2 separate regions of the Mus musculus genome follow, and region 2 is linked to region 1. Evidence: chromatin contacts called from public HiChIP or PLAC-seq data. All regions are on one chromosome and are shown on one strand. The core of a region is the stretch at or near the end of the contact, and the rest is flanking DNA. Distances in the headings are between cores, read along the strand shown. Region 1 has its middle 26 kb from the start of Tnfrsf21. Region 2 has its middle 45 kb from the start of Adgrf1.

Region 1 (5,638 bases), core at 2,141-4,640:
AAGTGTTTCTCCACCTTGTGAAAGTGATTTTATTTCATTCATTTTTTTGCATTTTATTTAATTAAAGAAATTAATTTAGTTAAGGAATCATTTTTATTTAATGCAATATATGCACATTGCTAGTTTAACATATAATTAACATGGTAAAACTATGAGATTGCCTATTTTTATATAACTTATTTATTTTTATTGTATGTACATTGGTGTTTTTGCCTGCATGTGTGAAGGAGTTGGATCCCCTGGAACAGAAGTTGCAGACAGTTGTGAGCTGCCATGTAGGTGCTGGGAAATGAACCTGGGTCCTCTGGAAGAACAGCCAGTGCTCTTAACTGCTGAGCCATCTGTGCAGCCTGTCTACTTTATTTTTTTTTTAGCATGTTTTACTTATTCTTCACACAGCAAACTTTCAAGTTCTCAATACCCAATTTTGCTGTCAAGATGACTCATGGGGCAAAGGCATCTTCCAGTAATGCTGAGAGACTGAGTTTGATAGCCAGGACCCATGTGGTGGAAAGACAGAATTGACTCCCAAACGTTGTACACACACAGAGAGAGACACAGACAAAGTCAACACCCATATTGGTTAAGAACACTAATACCCACAGTATAGTAATATTCCCTCAAGGATATTATTTAGGTTTGATAAACAATCCCCCATTAGCAGTAAAGTCCCTAAAGGCAGAGACTGCATACAAACTTTGTCATTCATGTATTCTAAGCATCTAGCATGGGCAGCCAGACTGTCAGCTTGTTGAGTGCTCTGGTATGTTGATCTTTTTTTTTTTTTTTTTTACTTTGAGGTGTTTGCCTTGTGACTTCCATCTGCCCTGACTGCTCATAAAAATCTCTTGAGTGTCTTTCCCAGAAGGGAGTGTCACTGGAATCCTCCGTAGTATTAATATGTTTTTATTTTTTATTTTTTCTGAGTGGAGAGTTCAATAACAAGGACTTGCTTCATTTGCCAATCCCCATGGTTTGAGTTGTCTCATGACTGTGAGGTCAAGCTACCCGCCATGATATCTGCTCTGGAATGGAGAAGAGATTTACCCAGATGGAAGATAGTTCTAGCCTGAGCCAGCCCCAGTGCAGAGGATTTGCCAAAGCAGCTGGCAAATTGGACAAAGTTAGCCTAGGTAACTTTCAATATGTTTCAACAACACTGCCTTAATTAATCATGATAAATGTTCAAAGGGGGTATTATTACCATTTACAGCTGTGGAGAATAAAACCGAGGGCGCATAGGATAATTAAAGTTACTTGCTAATACGTGGAATTATACGTTGGCTAAATTAATGGCCAACCCCTTTTCTCCTTTTCAACTCCCTCCTTGTGTATTGATTGGGTCATCCGTACGTGGTCTTAGCAAGAGTCTCATTATTTCACCTGGAGTAGGATTCTGTACTATCTCCCTCAAAAACGTTTTCCACGGATGTATTCACACACATGCTAGGCTCCTCACCCATGATTCCTAGCCCTCTACTTCCTGCTCCTGAGAACTGTGTACGTTCTTCTGACTACAGAGAGCAGAAGCCTCATGGGTACGAGGATGGGAAACTACCCGTGGGAATTCAAATGTTTGCACAGTTGCTGTGGTTCTGGGGCATTCCTCTGCCTACAGGGCTCACAGGATGTGAGAACAGACAATAACCACTGTGCCTAGGGCTGGGGAAGGACATTTCCTTCCCAGGAGTCTCCGCTGTAGCCAAGGCTGAGTCCGCCGGGGAGATGCTGCCAGGGAAAAAGAAAGAACGCAGAATTGGTAGGTAGGAAAGCAAGAGCAATTTTGTGAAGCAAGGTTCGGTCTTTAAAACTCACAGCTACCCCACTTGCCTTTAGGATATAAAGTCATCTTTAGCTGTTCTCTGCCACCTGCGTCCACAGTGCCAATCATTGCTCTTCCCTTCTCTCCACTGTAGAGTCAGAAACAGTGGCTCCTGCCAGTTATCCAGTGGTACAATGAGGTCTGTGATTTACACACGTGTCCCTCCTTCTCCCTAAGGTTCTATCATTATCCCTATTTTAATTTTGAAAACGGGACTAAAGCCTTTAAGTGATTCGACCCTCAACTACTATGTAGCAGCGCACAGCTGTGAACCTGAGTCGACCTCACTCCACCACGCACAAACATCTCTGCTACACTCTCCCAGGATGGAGCAGCGAGTTCCACTCACTGGGCAGTCTCTCTTGGGCTTTTTCTCTGCCTCCCATTTCCACTGTTCCTTGTTTGCCTAGTCAGCTGATGCAATCTCAGCGTGCACACCAGGCAAGTGGCACCTGCAGTGTGGGAAGTCAGGTCATTAAGATTCTCTCCACCCGCTGTTCCCTTTGGTTAGACAAACAGCAGCTAATGAGGCTTGCTGACGTCAGTAACAGTCGCGCTGGGGAGGTGCGCTGCTCACTCACCCATTTCACAGATCATCTGGGCAAGCAGAGGACCCGGGAGCAGAGCTATTCAAAACAAATAGGAAGAAAAACCCAACTCTCTTCCCGTTCCGCTGAGCCTTAAACGCCTGCTCATCTCTGAGATAATGTTATCATTCTACTACTGTATGGGGAAAGGGCTATTTCAGGATTTTTCTAGAAGGGCAAATTATTTGAAGGGCTAGGTGTGTTTTCTCCCATGGTGTACTTCTCAAGACTTTTTTGATGTTCTCTTACATAGTAAATAATATATACCTTAATTTTTTAAACTTTCTGTTTATTTAGTGCTTGTGTGCACGTGCACATGCATATTTGCATACACCTGTGGCGGTCAAGAAAACAACTCGTGGGAGACAGTTTTCCCCTTCCACGGTGTGGATTTCAGGGATTGAGCTCAGGTCATCAGACTTGGCAGCAGATACCTTAAACTGCTCTGTCATCTCACTGGCCCGACAATAATGGATTCTTCAGCCTGAAAGGAACTTTGAGATATGTGTGTGTGTGTGTGTGTGTGTGTGTGTGTGTGTATACATCTGCATATACATATGCATATACGTATATATATTTGCAAAGAAATATAGTAGCACTGCACTTTAAAGGCAAGTGAAGATTTCCTTTCCAATTAGAACACACACACAAACACAAACACACACACACACACACACACACACACACACACACACACAAGCACACACACACACACAAACACACACACACACACACACTGCCATACTGCCCAGGGATCTGCAGAGATGAATGCTTGAATGCACAGTGTCATGTGGAAAATGGACCAATGATACAGCCTGTGACAGAGGAACGGTGTCAAATGGTTCTCTGGCTTCTGTGTCGAGGGAAGCCCCCCAACTTTGTGGTTAAGGAGGCCAGAGACAGGTTTCTACTTGTCTGTAGCGAGGCTGAATCACTTGGTGTTCAGCCTCCTTAATAATATGGCATGCGGGCTACAGTGATGACTCAGTGGCTAAGAGCACTGTCTGCTCTTCCAGAGTCTCTCTTGTACTCAATACCCATATGGTGACTCACAGCCATCTGTAACTCCAGTTCCCAGAGATCTGATGCCCTCTACTGGCCTCCTCAGGCACCTGCATGCAAGTGGTGCACAGACACCTGTAGGCAAACACCCATACCTATTTACAAATATGACCCTGAGGTAATGCATGTGCCATGTACTGATTGAGGCAAAAGATTTTTATTGAGCCTCTGCACATGCCCTATGCTAAGCCAAAGACTGAGCAGACAGACAAATGGACAATTCTTCCTTTTGTGAATAAACACCTTGGTTCAAAATGCAAAGAAAAAAATTATTCAAGTACAAGAGTATTGATTTTGCTACAAATAACCATACCCAGGGTATATGGTGTGTGGGGGGGGGGGGGAAGGCAGGGGGGTGGATGTCATCATTTAGAGACAGAAAAACAAGACACCTGGAAAAATAAAATCTAGACTCATAAATCTAGAAAATGTGACTGACCTAGATGTGACTCAGATTTCAGATACCAGCATGTAGTGCTGTGTTCAAACGTGGGGACATCCACTTCAACTTGCATCCCCTTAGTCAATAGGCTAGAGCTTAAACAGGACCATGGAGATAAATGGCCAGGTGACAGCAGGGTCTGTTCATAGCAGCCGACAATAGCGGAGGACTAGGTGGAGATGTGGTGCTCACCGCGAAGCTACTGCAGATCAAAACTATGTTTTGTCCCTCTCACTTGGTGAGGTAAGCAAAGTGGCGCCTCGCCGTCATCCTCCAGGCACCCTGGATGAGACAAGTAAAAAACTCCTCCCTCAGCTACTTGTTTTCTAAGATTTATTTATTATTATATCTAAGTACACTGTAGCTGTCTTCAGAGGGAGTCAGATCCCATGACAGATGGTTGTGAGCCACCATGTGGCTGCTGGGATTTGAACTCAGGACCTTTGGAAGAGCAGTCAGTGCTCTTAACCACTGAGCCATACTCTCCAGAGCTTCTCCCTCCCTCCCTCGGCTTCCAATTGCATCTTTGTAGTGAACAGCGGAAACTGGTTCAACATAGACCCATTGACTGAAGCTTTAGAACAGCGGAGCGAGTGAAGCCAGCAAACAAAAGGCTCAGACCATCAACTATCTCTGGCCTGGTTGTCCTTCATGCTGTTTCCTCTCTGTGCTACGACAGCACCAAACCCAGCCTAGAACATTCTAAAACTGACAAAAGCGAGAGGGACCGGAACACAAGTGAGAATTGGCATCTGCATCGCTTGCCAGAGGCTCCTACGTCACCTTCTTATAACCGCATCTTTTGTGCCCCAGCTTATTCACTAAGCACTTTCCTAAGTCTTGGAGAGTGCAAGCTGAGCAAGAGAAACAAGTTCTTGGGGACTTGAGGGATGGCTCATCTGTGAAGAGCACTGCTGCTCTTCCAAGGGACCCGAGTTTGGTTCCCAGCATTTACACTACATCGCCCACAACTGCCTGTAACCCAGTTCCAAAGAATTCATTAATCACTCCGTGGGCACCTGCACGCCTGCGGTGCGCAAACAGGTAAGCAGGCACACATGCACAGAGAGAGGGAGGAGAACGAGGAAGAGGAGGAGGAGGAGGGAGGGAAGGAGGGAGAAGGAGGGGTTGCTTTGATGCGCAGCTTGAAGAGAAATCACAAACACAGGGAACCACCTGTCATGAATGAATTGATTATAAAAGCATTGTCAAGACATTCATTGGACTTTTGAAAACGATTTTATTTGGGGTTTAATTCACATATATGTGCATCAGTCTGTGCCTGCCTCATGTGTGTTGTGCATGAGAGGGGCCAGAAGAGGGGGTGGGATCCCCTGCAGCATCAGTTACAGGAGGTTGTGTTGTAAGCCCCTGACATGGGTGCTAGGGACCAAACTCGGATCCTCTGCAAGAGCAGTGCACACTATTAACCTCTAAGTCATTTCTACAGCCCTAATAAAGTATTTGTTTTAAGTTGGCGCTACTGAAATTCTCCAACAGAACCCCTTAAAAGCATGTATCTTCATAAAGAAAAATAATATTTTTTAAAGTGTTTAAATTTTTGTCTATATTTTTTAAATACAATGAACAACATTCTGTCACTTAAAAACAGCATAGACTATGCTTTAAGTAACCACTATAAAAATGAAAAGCCCAATGTACCTCTACTTCAAACGTGGATATATAATGCTGGAGAGATAACTTGGACATGGTTCAGAGCACTGG
Region 2 (5,844 bases), core at 476-2,975, 240 kb before region 1:
TGACTGGTCAGTTGCATAATCTGTAAATTAATTTCCTTTGCTGTAAAACTGTAATGCACCTACTTTGAAGTGTTCTCTCCTTTAATGCTCTGGGGAGATGGATGGCTCAGTGGGTAAAGCCCTCGCTGGGTAAGCTGAGGACCTGAGTTCAGATCCCAGCACCCCATGTGAAAGCCAGACACAGTGACAAGTACCTGTAATTTCAGTGATGGCAAGGTGGAGACAAGAGGGTTCCCAGTACTTACTTAGCCGCTACTCTAGCTGAAGCAAAGAGCTCCGAGTTCATTGAACAACCCCCTGTCTGGAAAAATAAAGAGGAGGCATGGAAAGAAGACTCAGAGGGTAAAGGGTGCTTGCCACAAAAGCCTAACTTCCTGAGCGCAACCCTCAGAACCACATTAATGTGAGCAGAGAAACTCAATCCCACAGAGTTGTGATCTAACGTCCACACACATGCTATAGTATTGTATCATAAAGACATCACACATATATACACATCATATACCCTCATGCTAATGATGAGGATGATGAACACAGCTTTTTAAAATGAGGTAGAGATTGTGGAAAAATAAGACATCAAACATCAAAACTCTCTCTCTCTCTCTCTCTCTCTCTCTCTCTCTCACACACACACACACACACACACACACACACACACACACACACACACGTTAGAGACAGAGACAAAAAAAATCCATCACTGTACACGTACTATAGAGAATACTCGTTGATATCATTGGCTATGAAAAGAAGAACAGGAGAAGGAGGAGGAGGAGGAAGAGAAGAGGAGGAGGAGGAGGAAGAGGGGGGGAGGAGGAAAAGGAAGAGGCAAACAACTTGGCATTGCTTGCCTGGGTTGTCGCTGGCAATAAAGACAGTGAGGAGACATGAAGCAACAAACAAAGTTGCGTGCAATTTGAAGAATGCATGGTCTAGAAGCTCTTCCTGTGAGTGCTCCTCCAGCACTGTCCATCCTCTTCGCTACCCCCTGAAGGCTGGTCTACGTGGCCATGGACAATAGCTGTTTGGCCTTCCATATTCTAGGTGGATTTGGCTCAAACTAACTGGCTACATTTCTCCACTAATGAGTATTTCTGGGGGGTCCTTTCTTGTCTTCTGATTCTGGGGAGCACCCTCTGACCTCCTGAGTTTAAAATACCGACAGTTGCTATGCATTGTGTGACCCACCTTGGGGTTCTCTGCCGTTCTTTGGAGACCCTAGCACACATTTGCAAGTTATCCCTCTGGAAGTCTCTTGCAGTTACTCAGCTGAAACTGCCTTTTGGATAGTGTGGAACTTTGACAGACACAGAGAAAATGGGCTTCAGGGTCAGTGGTCCTAGGACAAACATTTGGAAAACGGCTCTAGACAGGCCGCATCAGAAACACTGAGAGAGCTGCTGAGAAATACAGACCTCTGATTCCAGGGGTGGCCGGCTGAGTCTCAGAACACATGGAAATCTGTAGCTAATAGTTCCCCCTGCTGACACACACCAGTGCAATTCGGAAAGCGCTCCCCTGTTAGTTACCATGGGGGTCTCTGCCTTGGCAGAGTTTTTGGTTCTTCCATTTTTGTTGGGCCTTGGTTTCACTTTGAAATAAAACAATTCAATTCACCCAAGCAGTATATATGTTCCAAGAAAGACACCCTACCTGGGTTGTTTGCTTCGGGTCTAAATGTCCCTGGCACGTTGTTGGCACTTAGTAAACATTTCTGGAGCTGTTACTGAATGACTAACTTGATAGGAATGATCAGAGTAGCGTGCAGGGCTTAAATGAGATCAAGGGTGAGACCTTGAGGCTGGTATTGCTAAGCTAATTATTTGATTAAGATGCAAACAGAAGAGATCTTACTGAGGATGGTGAGTTCACCAAAGGTGAGCTCTCGCACAGTTTTGGCCTAGCGGTTCTGAATGTGTCCTCTCTCGGTCCTTCAGAAATCAGTCCATGCTAAAAGTCAAGATGCTATTGTAGATGTCAGTCTGGCAATGGTCAGAAACTCTCTGGTTCTTTTTTTTTTTTTTTTTCCTGAATTTGACCATGGAATTTTCTTTTTTTTTTCCCCATTTTTTTATTAGCTCATTTACATTTCCAATGCTATACCAAAAGTCCCCTATACGCACCCACCCCCACTCCCCTACCCACCCACGCCCCCTTTTTGGCCCTGGCGTTCCCCTGTACTGGGGCATATAAAGTTTGCAAGTCCAATGGGCCTCTCTTTGCAGTGATGGCCGACTAGGCCATCTTTTGATACATATGCAGCTAGAGACAAGAGGTTCTTTTTAAACATTATTTTCACTATTTTAACTGTGTGTGTGTGTGTGTGTGTGTGTGTGTGTTTGTGCATGTGTGTGTGTGTGTGTGTGTGTGTGTGTGTTTGGGTGCACAGAGGCCAGAAGAGAATGTCAGTGACCCAGCTCTGTCACTCTATGTGAGTTCTCCTGTGGCAGGTTCTCTCCTTGGCTATAAGGCTTGTGTTGTCTTGGCTAGGTTGGGAGCTGGGAAGCCCCAGTTACCCTCCTGTTAAGTCTCAAACCCTGGGGGACAAATGGCTGAGGTGCCTATGGAACGAATCAAAGCATCTTCCCAGCATTCCTCAGTCCCTGCCTGTTACAGAGTGTGGCTGCCATACTCTGTCCTTTCCCCACAGCACCAGTACCTGCACCACCAGGGTAGGGCTGTCCTTCCCCCCAAAGGCTCGTCCCTATATAATCCAGCCATTTTGGCTACTCTTTCCTTGTTTACCTCTTGTCCTTTTTGCTGCTCCACCTGATTCCCCTTTCTAACTTCTCCTGTCCCTTCCCCTTCTGCTCAAATGGGTGAGGATTGTGTTCACTCTGGACTCTCCCAGCTCGCTCTCGCTCTCTCTCTCTCTCTCTCTCTCTCTCTCTCTCTCTCTCTCTCTCTCTCTCTCTCTGCCTCTGGCTGTGCTCTCCCTTTTATCTACAATAAACTTTCTTCCCTATCATACCTAGGATCAGCCATGTTCTTCCTTCATTTTTATTTTATTTTATTTTATTTTATTTTATTTTATTTTCATCCACCTCCTTTTCCTGTTCCTCTGGGACCTGGGGTTGTGAGTATGTGACACACCTAGCTGGCTACACAGGTGCTCGGATAGGAACTCTTAAGTGATGACTCATCTCAGAAGCCAAGATCTTGTTATGTAACCCAGAATGGCCTCCAATTCCTAATCCCTCACATTTGTCTCACTGGGGTTACAAGCATGTGCCTGTGAGCCCCTACTCTAAAATATAGCAGTGGGGGAGCTTATATGAGAGAACTCATCTCAGTTAGAGAAATGGCATGAAATTAAAAAAAAAAAACTCCTAGGAATCTGCAATAAACTAATTTGTTAGATGTCTAAAAAATGTTTTCCAAGATTTGAAGAAAAGAGTAGGATATGTGGGCTAGTCAACTCAGAAAATGAATCTGAGGACTGATCAGAACTACTGAACACTTAGCGCTCCCAACCAAGGGCACCTAGAATAGACGAAGGCATAAAGGTGGCTTGTGGTGCCCTTCTGAGGGAGTGGCAGAATTGCCAAGACATAAAGAATAGTTTGCAAAGGTGGCTTGTGGTGCCCTTCTGAGGGAGTGGCAGAATTGCCAGATCTTGCAATCTCTAAAATTAGCCTGCCTGACTAAATGTATTTGAACTCCTGCCCCAGGCCAGGGAGATGACCATGAGTGTTCTCAAGTTTCCTAATCATTTTAGAACTCGGAAACAGAAACACTGTTTCTCCCAACTCCCCTTCACAGATGGCAGAGAGTGGCCCATAGGTTTGCATTAGGCATGGCCCTCTTTCAAAGCTCTGCAATGTCCCAGAGCAGTGAAGCTGTCTGCTCTCTAAAAGAAAAGCAGAGAAGAAACTTCCGTGTTTTTATAAAACATTAAGTTGGGCCTTCTGCAAGATAGCAAGGGTATGGATCTGCACTCAAAACATCTCACACTGAGATAGAACCCTAAAATGCTAATTTATCCTCAAACAAGAACTCCAGGATAAGCTTCTTAATAGTATCTTTTGGTATGGAGGTCTGCCCCACCTTTGTTGAGTGGATATTTGGATCTCTGTTGTTGTCCCAATATGTCAGGTTTGGACTGGCTGAGAGTGCTTATGGTCCAGTCTTGGGACCACTTGGTACTGATGTGGGAATGAGGTATCAGAGGCTCAGCTAGGGCCAGGGGGAAGCTGCAGAGCTAGCTCTGCCACTACAGACCCCCAGTCCTCAGGTAGCAGGGGCTGAAGTTGCAGTGTAGCTGGTGACACCTACTGGTTGAGGGTACCCAGGACCCTCTTCGGGTGGTAGGGGCTGAGCCAATGTTCTTTCTTCCTTTCTTGTGTGTGTGTGTCTGCATTTGTCTGTGTGTCTGTGTGTATAGGTACATGCACCTATGAAGCAGAGAACAACCTCAGACCTCAGATGTCATCCACAGAAACACTGCCCACTTTCTTTGAGACTGGGTCTGTCACTGGCCTGGAGCTCACCAATTAGACTAGACTGGCTGGCCAGTGAGCCCTAGGAGCTCCACAGGATGGCAAGTGTACACTAACATCTTTGTCATTTTTACATTGATTCTGGGACTCGAACTCAGGTCTTCATGCTTTCAAGGCAGGTTGAGCTATCTCCCTGGCCCACTCTAAGATGTCCTGGCACATTGTTTGATCTCTTAGTGATGTGCTTTCTTTTATAAAACACGTTTTTATACAAAAACTGGATTCTACATTTCTAGCAGTAAAGTGTGGAGCAAACACTCCTCAGTTACCTTCAAACTGGTCGAACAAGGTACTTGTTACCGAAGAAACAAACTTTTTATCTTCTTGGGACCACAGATGGGCTGGCTCACCCTCTGAGGTTCTTTCTTAACTTAGCCGTCACTCTACTTGTATCTAGAGGAGTATTCAGAAGCGGAGCCAGAATCAACTCTTCAAGCCCTGACTCCATCCCTCTCCCACATGGCGCTCGAGGGGTTTTCCTGGCCCATTGACCTGTGGGACATGGGATTTCAGCCAGGTCCAGTCCTGGAAAGGAGGAAGTCAAAGAACACTAGCTTTTTATAGGGCGCCATCAAAGAGCTCACAAAGACATGCTGTGCTCAAAAGGGTCCCACTGTCTCTAACGCTTAGGCTGTCCTCTCCTGGAGACCTCCTGGAGAATGTTAAAATGTTTAGAGGGGAAATTGTATAGCAGTTCTCTTTATATTTTTTATGTTTTCTTATTTTATTCATACATATGTAAACCTGTGTACCATGCGAATTGAAGAGCATGTGGAGGTCAGAAGATGGCATTAGGTCACCTGAAATCGGAGTTATAGGAAGTTATGAGGCACCTGATGAAGGCACTAGGAACTGAGCCTGGTTCTTCTGTAAGAGCAGTAAGCATTCCTAACCACTGAGCCATCTCTAGCCACTATATAGCTGTTCTCTTGATGAAAACTCAGGCCACTAATTTCCCAAAGGCAATAATACGCTTGCCATCTCTCCCACTCTGACTTCTGACATTTTTATATAGTAGCCTTTAAGCCAGTGTTATGGCCATTTCACTGGTGCAGGAGAAGCAGCCAAAAATACTGTGGATCATGGTCTCCAAAATTAGCCCCTGTGCACTGACAAGAATGAGGGGGATTTGCCAAGAATAGTAATGTTTAAAATACAAATGGAGACAACTACAGTTCAAAGGAATTTATTTAGGGGTGGGGAGCATCCTCAGTTAGTTTGATTGTCTACTTGACACTACATAAAATGTCTTAGTTTCTATAGCTGTGGTAAAATATCATGACCAAAAGCCCAACTTTGGGAAGAAAATGTTTACTTCTGAGTTATACTTCCACATCACAGGCCT

The links. HiChIP or PLAC-seq counts read pairs in DNA pulled down with a chosen protein or histone mark.
Region 2: an HNF4G HiChIP or PLAC-seq map of pancreatic cancer cells shows a contact between it and region 1. The contact joins two enhancer-like sites. A contact is called at or near these places in 1 of 15 datasets of contacts at CTCF or cohesin (large pre-B cells), 26 of 484 Hi-C or Micro-C datasets (the C2C12 cell line, the HPC-7 cell line, bone marrow-derived macrophages and 11 more) and 11 of 115 datasets of contacts at active chromatin or transcription factors (SST interneurons, embryonic basal ganglia, embryonic limb bud and 6 more).

What each region holds. Positions count from the first base shown.
Region 1 is chr17:42,987,978-42,993,615 of GRCm38.p6, reverse strand. No RefSeq gene overlaps it. Among named protein-coding and RNA genes, the nearest start is that of Tnfrsf21, 26 kb to the left of the region's middle. Within about 2 kb of position 3,390, at least 51 of the 459 cell types and tissues checked have an H3K27ac peak or open chromatin away from gene starts, as enhancers often do. A contact at or near this core is called in pancreatic cancer cells, where this site is marked.
Region 2 is chr17:43,222,217-43,228,060 of GRCm38.p6, reverse strand. No RefSeq gene overlaps it. Among named protein-coding and RNA genes, the nearest start is that of Adgrf1, 45 kb to the left of the region's middle. Within about 2 kb of position 1,725, at least 7 of the 459 cell types and tissues checked have an H3K27ac peak or open chromatin away from gene starts, as enhancers often do. A contact at or near this core is called in pancreatic cancer cells, where this site is marked.